Linked DNA regions of Mus musculus: all the other regions are linked to region 1. A link is a contact called in public promoter capture Hi-C data. All regions are on one chromosome and are shown on one strand. Each heading gives the region's core, a stretch centred on a gene start, on an enhancer-like site or on the middle of the called end of the contact. The rest is flanking DNA. Distances are from core to core; before and after follow the strand shown. Region 1 holds the start of Specc1l (sperm antigen with calponin homology and coiled-coil domains 1-like). Region 2 holds the start of Mcm3ap (minichromosome maintenance complex component 3 associated protein). Region 3 holds the start of Pcnt (pericentrin (kendrin)).

Region 1 (3,709 bases), core at 468-2,967:
CTGGATAACGTGGTAAGGCCTGTTTAAGTGCTAATCCTATTTGACCTCCATAAAAATTTATAACAGCATATGTTTTGTAGTGGGTAAACCAGAAAGCAAAGGGACTATTATGTAATGCATCCAAGGTTCAAAGCCAGGTTTTGTTTTTGTTTTTTTTTTTTTGGCTCAATGTACTAATGTATTGTGGCTCTGCTGGTTAAGAAGGAAGAATTAAAGATCAAGAGGTACAGTGTGATGCCATCTGTGTATTGAGGTAGTAAAATAGTGCATATCGTAATTTAAATATTTGCTTCTGTTCATAAATGATGTCAAGGGATATTGATATTGAGGAGTGGAAACTATGTGAGGAATTGTAGGGTACTGAATATGTTGAAATGGTGATTTTTGAATTTTGAGGCATGTAAATTTTCTTAGAAATGCATTCAGAGATATTTATTTATTTATTTAGGGGGGGGCTGGAGAGATGGTTAGGAGCACTGGCTTCTTCCAGAGCTCCTGAGTTCAGCTCCCAGCAACCTGTGTACACATGGTGGTTCACAACCATGTATAATGAGATCTGACATCCTCTTCTGGTGTGTCTGAAGACAACAACGGTGTACTCATATACATAAATATCCATATACAAAATCTTTAAATTTATTTATTTATTTATTTATTTATCTATTTGCTAATTTATTTGAGACAGGGTCTCACCATGTGGCAATGGCTGGCCTGGAATTGGCTATATAGACCACGTTGGCCTGGTACTCACAGAGATGATCCATCTTTGCCTCCTGAGTGCTGATATTAAAAGCATGTTCCACTATGCCCAGTGAATCAGAGATTAAATTCTTAAAAAGAAAACATCAAAGAATAATGTTCCGGCTAGGTCTTGTCAGTTTGATCTAAGTTACCATTATCTGGGAAGAGGAACTTCAGTTGAGAAAATGTCTTTGTTAGATTGCCTATATACAAATCTATAGGGCATTTTCTTGGTTAATGATTGATGTGGGAGAGGCCAGGCTCACCAGGATGTGGTGTGACCCCCTAGGGGATCCTGGATGATATAAGAAAGCAGGCTGAGCAAGGCATGAGGAGCAAACCAACAATCTGTGTTTCTCCAAAGCTTCTCTGCTTCAGTTCCTGCCTTCAGGTTCCTTTGAGTTCCTGCCCTGACTTCTCTCAGTGATGGTGTGTGACCTGGGAGTTGTAAGCCAAATAAACCCTTTCCTCCCCAGGTTGCTTTTGGTCATGGTGCTTTTATTATAGTAATAGAGCCATTTACAAATTTAAAAAGTAAAATAAAAACTACACAGGAATTACATAAGCTTATAGAACTCTTTAACTTTATAATGCTAGTGATCTTGTTCCCTTTAATGGGTGGAGTAGGGACCGGTGTTGCTCATGTGCTGGGAACATAATGGGTGCCTGGCATGTGCATTTTTCTCAACTGTCGGGTTCAGCACACTGTAAACATACATTTCAACCAGAGCGGACCTATTTGCCTTGGAGGAAAAACGAGAGACTAGGAGCACTTCCAGCACAAAAGACTGCAGTTATCTAGTTGCACCGCCGACTAGCACAGCGCGTGCGCGGTCCAGAACTCAGCGCGAAGAGGAGGTGTGACAGCTGGCGCCTGCGCAGTAGCAGCCCAGGGAGGCGCCGATCACGGCACATGCGCGGGGAGTAGAAGGGGGCGGCACCGGTGGATAAGGGGCGGGCGGAGGGCGGGAGCCGCAAGGGAGACAGGGCGGGCCGAGGGAGCGGCGCCGTGGGGTTGGCTGTTGCCCTGAGGCCGGACTCAACGGACCGGGCCGCGCCACCGGGCGAGCTCGCCGCCCGGCCCCAGCCCGGAGCCAGCGAGTGAGCGAGGCGGTGCCGCGCGGTAAGAGCCGGGGCAGGGTCTTCTCCGCTTGTGCCGCGGGCACGTTCGTCTCCTCAGCGCCGCCCGCGCGGCCAGGCCCGGGCGGCCCCGCAGACCCTGGCGGCCCCGCGCCTGCGCTGTCCCCCCTCGTCACCCCCCCCATCCCCAGCCATCCCGCGCCTGCGCCGTCTCCTGCCCGGGCGGACCTCACAGCTTGCCCCGCAGATCCCCCGGGAACCCAGGCTGGCGTGGTACCCAGCTGGCTGGGGGTCTCATCCCTGCGGAGAGGCTGGGTGCGACCCTGGTGCTTGTGTTCCCTGTGGTGTCGGGAGAGACCGGGCATTCATCCTAGTTCCTTGCCCTGGGCTGGGACAGGTTGCCTCCCCATCTGGTGCATTGAGGGTGGGGAGCAGGAGCGGAGGTCCCCCGAAGGCTGCGCCCTGCAGTGTTAGGACCTGGCTGTTGGAAGCTGGCAGTGTTCTTTATTCTTGAGACTTGGCTAATTATGTCAGATTGGATGTGGATGTTTCTGTGTGTTGTTGAAGAAATGCTGCATTTTCATTAGAGGCGTGTGTGTGTGTGTGTGCATTTTCATTAGAGGCTTGTGTGTGTGTGTGTGTGTGTGTGTGTGTGTGTGTGTGTGTGAGAGAGAGAGAGAGAGAGATAGAGAGAGAGAGAGATAGATAGATGGTGGCGATACCCCAGAGAACACTAGAAAAGAAATCGGTTTCTGGTGGGCTTAGCCGCCTAAAACCAAACAAAAATTTCTGTGATCATTCAAATGCAGGCATCCTTGATTTTTTGTTTTGTTTTGTTTTGGGTTTTTTTGTTGTTTGTTTTTTGTTTTGTTTTTGTTTTTGTTTTCACTCTCTTGAAGATCAGTCCTAAAGTGCGGCGGGGTGAGGGGGCACCCTTTGACTGTCATGACAGAGAATCGTAAAGTTTGGCCTACACCTGTAATCCCGAGGCCAAGGCTGGATGAGCTCCAACTGGGCTGCAGAGTAAGGCCTTGTCTCAAACTACAAACAAAAACAAAACAAAAAACAAATCGCGGAGCCCAGGAAGGCTTCTTGTCATTCAGGAAGCTAAATCTTGAGGTGAAATCAGCTGTGGACTACAGGCAACAACAGTTCTATCTAAAGGTTTGGAATGAGGCACCAGCGTTGTTGCATAGGCATTAAAGGCACCGTTCGGTTGGTCCTCTTTCAATATGTCAGGAATGGAAAGAGTTTGAAAAGCAATACGCCTGTGCTGAATTCTGTACAGACTCTTTTTTTTTTTTTTCTCTTGTCCTTTCCTTGTACTGGGATAATATAAGCAATTGACGATGGAAGTGTACTTGAGGGTTGAGTCGTATATGGATAACTTCACTCTCCCATCTTTGGTATTAAGGGCATGGAATATGGCTAGATAAGTGTTTTATAGCTAAGCTATATCTACTCCCCAGCTTGATAAAAATTGAAGTAATGTCTCAAAATATCCAACCAATATAGAAGGGGATATGGAGAAAAAAGTATGTTGGTCTCGTTACATTTTCTTTCCTATTGAGAAAGAGCTGATGCCCCCTTCCCTTTTTCCCCCTTTTAAAAATGTCTCATTTTCCCTTTGGATCTAGTGTACACCAAATAGTGTCCTAACCTTTTGAAATTTTAGATAGCTTGAGAATGCTTTGTATGCTTGTCTGTGTATATCCCAGGTATGTAGGAATCTTCTTGACATTTTCAGCAAGAAAGTGATTTTTTTTTTTGTACCATAGAAAAGCAGTATGAAGGTGTCTTTGTATCATTCAAAATATCAGTGTCAGATGCAGAGAGGAGAGTAATTATAGCTAAAGTGAAATTTGCTCAGGGTGTGTACCTACATCTT
Region 2 (3,709 bases), core at 365-2,864, 1.3 Mb after region 1:
CTTATTTTATGCCACAATCACAAGGCTTAACTTTCCAGGGTTAAGCCTGCATCCTTGGCTCTTTCCTTCTCTTTTCTATCCTTTGAAGCACCATTTACTACCAATTCATTCCCCAAAAGGAGTATTCCCATTTCTTCTGCTAACAATGGGGGAAGCTATTTAGACAATGTGGTTCCTTGTAGCTATCTATCGCAAGGGAATCTGTTGATAATGCTTACCAGTTTTTACTTTTCTGTCCAAGCATTTACTACTGAGGTACACTTAAAACTGCAGACACTCTTATTTGAATTTCCTGAGGGCACTGAGTTAGTGAGAGTGGTCCCTGCATAGAGGAATTGTGATGTTTAGGGCTAGACATACTTAATGGGTCTATGTCATATTGCTTCATTTCTGTTTTTTATTTGCTTGTTTTTGAGATAGAGAGGATTTTTTTTTGGACCGAGTTTCTCTTTGTAGCCCTGGCTGTCCTGTTAATCACTCTGTAACACCAGGGTGGACTTGAATTCAGAGATCTGCTTTTCTCTGCCTCCCAAGCATTAGGACTAAAGGTGTGTGCCACCACTGCCACCCGGCTGAGAAAGGGGCTTCTTATGTGGCTTTTGTCTGGCCTTAAACTAACCAGGCAGACCAAAGGTGGCTTTGAACTCACAAAGATTCGACTGCCTCTGCCTCTTGGATAGATGGGATTAAAGGCATGCACAGTCACACCAGGCTAGACTTCAGTGCATTTCCAGAAAACTTCAAAATCAAAGATAACCAGATCTGTAATGTAATTAACAGGAACTATTCTGGAAGGAAGGTAAGCTGTACGAGAAGAACATATATACATACATATATATTTATTTTAAATATGAGGTATACATATTTACCTCATGAAATGAGAAAGAAAGCACGTCAGTTGGGACATTTTTATTCCTGTAGATCCTATTAATGTTCTGAATAGTCTTGTTGTCAACACAGATGATCCCCAGGTCAAATTTCTTCACTCCTAAGATACTCCTGACTAAATCCATCTTCCTGCGAAGTGGCACTCTTCTGATGGGGACCACCCGCTGCAGATTTTTAATCACCAAACTCATTTCGGGAAGAACACCCAGCCCTTTAAAAAAAAAAAAAAATGGTTGGAAGGAACCTGTGGTTAAAGTTCGAGAAAAGACCCGTAACTACTAGAGAGTGATAAGTTATGTAAAAACACACACGCGCTCACAATAAAACTTTATTTGATGGGATTTATCTGGTGGCAATGCTAAGGGAAATCACCTTTATTTACCCTAGGAAACTAATAAACAGGGTAGACTGGGCACAACGTGCAGAATAAGGCAAGTGGTTTGGGGCGGTTGCAATGGTGCAGGACCAGGTGAGGATGAGTGTGGGTGAGCAAATGGGGTCGCTGTGGGTCCAGCGTCTCTCGGGCACTCAGGCTGGAGGATCCACGCACGAACGAGGGGCTTCCACGCCGCACAATGCGGGATCGCCGTGCACTTACCGAATCCGACCGTGAAGAAGGTCGGGGGTCTGGCGGGCCGCCTGCCGGAAGATCAGCAGCAGCACACCCCAGAGAGCGGAAGCCGGATGCGGAGGACCGGAAGTTGGTCCTACAAATTTGATGTCCGTAGCGCACACCCAAGAGCCCGCTCCAGTGGCCGGTTTGTTGCGGTGCGGTGGGCCCGGTAGAGGCTGCACGCAGACTGTGGGCGAGCACAAGCGCTGGCGACAGTGGCCGTATCTGGCGGACTTGCTCCTCCCTCCGCGGCCTCCGCTGTCCCTTGTGTCTTTGCCGAGTTGCTGAAGGCCTTCACTAGTCTTCGCTCGAAGGCGTCTGTTAACCTAGCGGCCGGCTTCCGGAGTGTTAAGCATCGGGGATAAAAAGCTATTATTTCTAGACCAGGGCATCGCAAGTTCGAGTTACCGGGAGAAAAATGAGATGGTAGGAACCCAAAGCAGTAACATTTTAAATTACGGTTTTTGTGTTTTTATTTATTTATTTATTTATTTTGCCTTGGAGATCGCAAGAATCTGATAAGTGATGTGTTCCCGTCTTATTACTGAGGTTTTGTTTGTTTGTTTGTTTGCTTGTTTTTTCCCCGAGAAGGTATCAATTGAATAAAATGCTTTGCATTTTTATTTTAATCATAACGGATCAGGCTTCACCTAAGCCTGCTGGAGCACACCTGTGGTCCCAGCAGAAGGGAGACCGAGGCAGAAGAAAGGAACTTAAGGTTGTGCTTGATTGTAGTAAGCTTGAGGCAAGCCTGGGCTAAGCGAGACCTTGTCTTTTTTTTTTTTTTTTTTTTTTGGTTTTTCGAGACAGGGTTTCTCTGTATAGCCCTGGCTGGCCTGGAACTCACTTTGTAGACCAGGCTGGCCTTGAACTCAGAAATCTGCCTGCCTCTGCCTCCCGAGTGCTGGGATTAAAGGCATGCGCCACCAAGCCCGTTTTACGAGACCTTGTCTTTAATGAAAAGAAAAAGAAAAAAAAATCTTTAAACCTCCCTTACACCATAATCCATTTCTAATACCCTGTGTCCAAAACCTGTTGATCTGTGAGTGGTCGGCGGCCCGTTGTGCCCTTGCCTTTTAAATAATTGTCTTAGAATTTCTGTGATTTAAGAGTTGGAGCAAAATATGCTGTGATGTCCTAACCTTTTTTTTTTTTTCCAGGTCATCCTGAGGATGAAGGAGAGCTTCCCCTGGCAACAGATAATTTAAAGAGGAGAGCTACTTGTGTATAGTCCATATTTATTGCCTTCAGATAATTGGCTTGAAGATGCACCCGGTGAACCCCTTCGGAGGGCAGCAGCCCAGTGCTTTTGCGGTATCTTCCAGCACCACGGGAACATATCAGACTAAATCACCATTTCGATTTGGCCAGCCTTCCCTTTTTGGACAGAACAGCACACCCAGCAAGAGCCTGGCGTTTTCACAAGTACCAAGCTTTGCAACACCCTCTGGAGGAAGCCATTCTTCCTCCTTGCCAGCATTTGGACTCACCCAAACCTCAAGTGTGGGACTCTTCTCTAGTCTCGAATCCACACCTTCTTTCGCAGCTACTTCGAGTTCCTCTGTGCCCGGCAATACGGCATTCAGCTTTAAGTCAACCTCTAGTGTTGGGGTTTTCCCAAGTGGCGCTACTTTTGGGCCAGAAACCGGAGAAGTAGCAGGTTCTGGCTTTCGGAAGACGGAATTCAAGTTTAAACCTCTGGAAAATGCAGTCTTCAAACCGATACCGGGGCCTGAGTCAGAGCCAGAAAAAACCCAGAGCCAGATTTCTTCTGGATTTTTTACATTTTCCCATCCCGTTGGTAGCGGGTCTGGAGGCCTGACCCCTTTTTCTTTCCCACAGGTGACAAATAGTTCGGTGACTAGCTCAAGTTTTATCTTTTCGAAACCAGTTACTAGTAATACTCCTGCCTTTGCCTCTCCTTTGTCTAACCAAAATGTAGAAGAAGAGAAGAGGGTTTCTACGTCAGCGTTTGGAAGCTCAAACAGTAGCTTCAGTACTTTCCCCACAGCGTCACCAGGATCTTTGGGGGAGCCCTTCCCAGCTAACAAACCAAGCCTCCGCCAAGGATGTGAGGAAGCCATCTCCCAGGTGGAGCCACTTCCCACCCTCATGAAGGGATTAAAGAGGAAAGAGGACCAGGATCGCTCCCCGAGGAGACATTGCCACGAGGCAGCAGAAGACCCTGATCCCCTGTCCAGGGGCGAC
Region 3 (3,709 bases), core at 632-3,131, 1.2 Mb after region 1:
GTACCCTATTCAAAAAGGCAAGCGCTGGTGTGCCAACGTCTCACTGGGGTGGGGTGGGGGGACATCTATTCCCTCAAATCACAACCAAGGCCACCCAAGCAGATGTGCCCCTGTTGATGAAAAGAGAAACGCACAGTTTCGTTGGCGGAGGAAATTAACAAGGCCACTTATCTGTGGGAAGAGAAATTTGAAGGGCACTGCCTACAGTACCAACTCTGTTCTAATCTCTTGCCTTCTCCACTGAATGCAACTGTCTGCCTCAGAGCTCGCCCTCTGCAGCATGTACTTGGTCTCTGGCCATGAACCTTCAATGAGTGGCCTTCTGGTTCGTCTCATTAGCCTCCATCTCCCTAAGGATATCTAATTGGGTTCACAAACCCACCCAAGTACAGACACCAGTTCCCCTGGTGAAGTACTAAACTTCACATGCCCTCATTTCTCAAAGTGTCTATCTACATGTGCCCAGCTTATACCCCATAAGGGCCACAATGGCTTCTGGCCGGCACCTGTAATCTGACATTGCTGTGCTCTCATTTCCTCTGTGTATTTTGCATGTTTTTTCGAAGTGGGTGCAGGGTGATAGTGGTGGTGGGGTTGTTGACACAAATGAAGAATTGCTGTTACTAGGCGAACCACAAAATCAACACAGCCCTTTCATGAAGGCTATAGCTATACTGTCCTGACAGTACAGGGTAGGGACACAGCCTCTGGTTCCACAGCCATGATAGCTGGCCAGAGATCCACTTCCAAAATGTTCGCACCTTCTCTTCCTCTGAATCCCCATCACCTTTCAAATAACTATCTTGCCAGGCAGTGGTCGTGCATGCCTTTAATCCCAGCACTTGGGAGGCAGAGGCAGGAGGATTTCTGAGTTCGAGGCCTGCCTGGTCTACCAAGTGAGTTCCAGGACAGCCAGGACTATACAGAGAAACCCTGTCTCGAAAAAAACAAAACAAAACAAAACAAAAAAACAAAACAACTATCTTAACAGCCACAAGTGTTCCCAGGGTAGAGTCTCAAACAAATTCAAAATCTGAGGCAGAAGGAGGTGAGAAGAGGACCCTCGGTAGTATGGCAGTTGTGGGGCCCGGCCAGAGAGCGAACAACGAAATACAACAACAGGACACCACTAGGGAGCAAAGTTCTTGGTTCCCTGGGAAAATAAAGTCTGAAGACGGTCTTTAAAAAGCCTTGGACAGTTTAGTCTCAGGAAAGTGCCTGAGCACCGGAAGCACAACAACTAAGAATGCTAGGTGACCAGGACCCGCCCATGGCGCTCGGGCCCACCTACAAGTCGTACGTCTCTGACGCTGATTGGCTGTGGGTGTAATAGGGCGGAGCGAGACAGAGGGCGCTGGATTCAAGATGGCGGCGCCTAGGAAGTGAATTCCGCAGAAGCGGCGGGAAGGACAAGCGCCCGGCAGTTCCCACTGCTCCACCGCCACCGCTTGTGTCAAGCGGCGGTCTGAGCACCGGAACCGCTTTAGGATTTCTTCCCCACCGCAAAGCTGAGAGAAGGATGCTACCGTCTAACCTTGGCTCTCCCAGCCTCCACCTTCCTGCGCCGCTGCTCCTGCTCGTCTTCCATCTCCACCTGGGCTCCCGGCGAGTCGCTCGGAGGTGACAGGGCGGCGGCGACACCGCCTTCGCTCTATTTACACTCCCTCCCTTCACCCACTCGCCTCCCCACCCCCCATACACACAACTGTCAGCTTCGCCCCGCCAATCCGGAGCCCCGTGTGGCCTTGCGCACGCGCGCTCCGCTGACGCTCCAAGGGCGGAGAGCCATCTCTCTGGTCCCCAATTGGTACGCCGACGCTCTCCACCCTCTTCATCCACGCCAATGAGCGAGGCGCGGCGTTCCCGGGGCTCGCGGGCGTTCGTCGACTGGGCGGCGGGAAGGTTTGGACAAACCGTTTTCCCGAGGCGGTGCTACCTATCGCCCTCTCCCGACAGGAGGAGGACTTACATACCAGCGGCTCTCCATGCCTCCGGTGCGCTCTGGGCACTCTCTCCCGCACTTTGCCAAAGTCGTTTTTTCTGTCGCGATGTGTTTCTGCGAACACTGGGGCATCCTCTAGGATCCACCAGCCCCCACTTTTGGTTCTCAGGTGCAGTCAACTGGGAGTCCTGCTTCCCTTCTTTGACCACTTCGGCCCCTCCTGAACACGGTCCCCTGTCTTCAATCCAAATCCAAAGAACAGAGTATAGCCAGAGTTACTCATTGAATGACACCTAAAACTTAGACCGCTGTCCCCAGTGGACCCCAGAGTTGCCACCCAGGGCCGTTTTGCATTCACGCACACGCTTCAATGTACAGAGTCGCTGTGTGTTCAGGCACCTGACTCTCACTCCATCCATCACCTCTACCAGGAAAGTCTTTCTGCCATAAGGAAATAAAGAAACTATGGTCCATTTGTAGTAAGAGGCGCGTTTAAAGCTCATCGGTGGATTACAGGAAATTAGGAGGATTGGGCCCTTGGATTCCCTAGCCGGCAGCAGGTTCTTTCTTGCCTAACATTTATTAATTTATCATTGGGTTGAAACGTTGCAGGCTGTTAACATGACTAACATAAAAGGAGAGGATCTGAGCTCCAGGATATATGTCAAGAGCTTTGCATCCTGCACGGATAGGATAGGGAAGCTGGAGAGAGGGTAATGCCTATAAGAATGAATCCTCCTGAAGAACTCAGTAGTGTGGAATTTGGGAACAGGGAAATGCCGTAAGGGCTATAAAACCTATTTTATACCAAATCTGCATGACAGCCGTTTTTGCCTTCTCTCTAGGCTGACACCCAACTTTACAAGATCCAAAAAATAAATTGTTTCACTTTCATGACTCAAAAGACTTCAAGCCTCTTAGGAAGTGTCTCTTGCACTGATGAAAACACTGAGTGGGTGGGGGTCCCTCTGGACAGACCTATCCTCTAGGATATGTTGGTCTCAGTCTTTGAGCCATGCAATATTTAAGGAATGTTTGAAGGGTGGTCGGTCATATTTTACATATCAAAACTTAAAGGACTGGAGAGATCAGCAGTTAAGAGCATTAGCTGCTCTTCCAGAGAACCCCCAGTTGATTCGCAGTACCCAATGGTGGCTCACAATTGTTACTCCAGTTCAGAGGATCTGATGCACACCTCTGGCTTCTGAGGGCACCAAAAACTCATGTGGCGCACATTGGTACCCATAAAATAATTTTTAAAGTATAAATAAATACCTAATAATATTTATTTCTTTGAACTATGAGTATGTTTGTGTCTCTGTGTGGAACTGGCAGGTATCCTTAGAGGTAAGAAGAGGGTGTTAAATGCCCTAAAGCTGGAGTTACAGGCAATTGTGCGTCAACAGATGTGGGTTCTGGGATCTAAATTACCCCCTCACTCACTAAGGAAATCCCTGCTTCGTATAGTGGCACGTGTCTTATACCCAGCACTGGAGAGGTGGGTCTCTGAGTTCAGGGCCAGCCAGGGCTAAAAAGAGAGACCCTATGTAAATATAAAATAAAAAGACTTGCTTGCTTAAAGCCCAATGTTAAGAAGACATTTTCTGCAGTGGGGTTCCCTTCTCTTAGAACCAGATGTGGGTTCTGGCATCTAAATTCTCTCAGACGACTATAACTTGTCCCAGGTTAACAGAGAACTAGCAGCCAGCATTGAGTGCATACTGCTCTTACAAAGGACCAGAGTTTGGTTCCTAGCAACCATGTCAA

Evidence for each region. Promoter capture Hi-C pulls out the DNA fragments that hold promoters and counts their contacts.
Region 2: a contact with region 1 is called in a promoter capture Hi-C map of pre-B cells. The contact joins the promoter of Mcm3ap here to the promoter of Specc1l in region 1. A contact is called at or near these places in 3 of 39 promoter capture datasets (cranial neural crest, pre-B cells and second pharyngeal arch cranial neural crest).
Region 3: a promoter capture Hi-C map of erythroid cells shows a contact between it and region 1, with 13 times the contacts expected there. The contact joins the promoter of Pcnt here to the promoter of Specc1l in region 1. A contact is called at or near these places in 1 of 39 promoter capture datasets (erythroid cells) and 1 of 484 Hi-C or Micro-C datasets (muscle stem cells).

Annotation. Positions count from the first base shown.
Region 1 is chr10:75,210,356-75,214,064 of GRCm38.p6, forward strand. It overlaps Specc1l (sperm antigen with calponin homology and coiled-coil domains 1-like), which reads left to right and starts at 1,718. Exons shown (of 16, transcript NM_153406.3): 1 at 1,718-1,864.
Region 2 is chr10:76,467,288-76,470,996 of GRCm38.p6, forward strand. It overlaps Mcm3ap (minichromosome maintenance complex component 3 associated protein), which reads left to right and starts at 1,615. Exons shown (of 29, transcript NM_019434.3): 1 at 1,615-1,927; 2 at 2,662-3,709. The coding sequence starts at 2,768. Ybey (ybeY metallopeptidase) reads right to left here and starts at 1,827. Exons shown (of 5, transcript NM_172550.4): 1 at 1,487-1,827; 2 at 870-1,099. The coding sequence starts at 1,079.
Region 3 is chr10:76,441,031-76,444,739 of GRCm38.p6, forward strand. Pcnt (pericentrin (kendrin)) reads right to left here and starts at 1,882. Exons shown (of 42, transcript NM_008787.3): 1 at 1,535-1,882. The coding sequence starts at 1,588.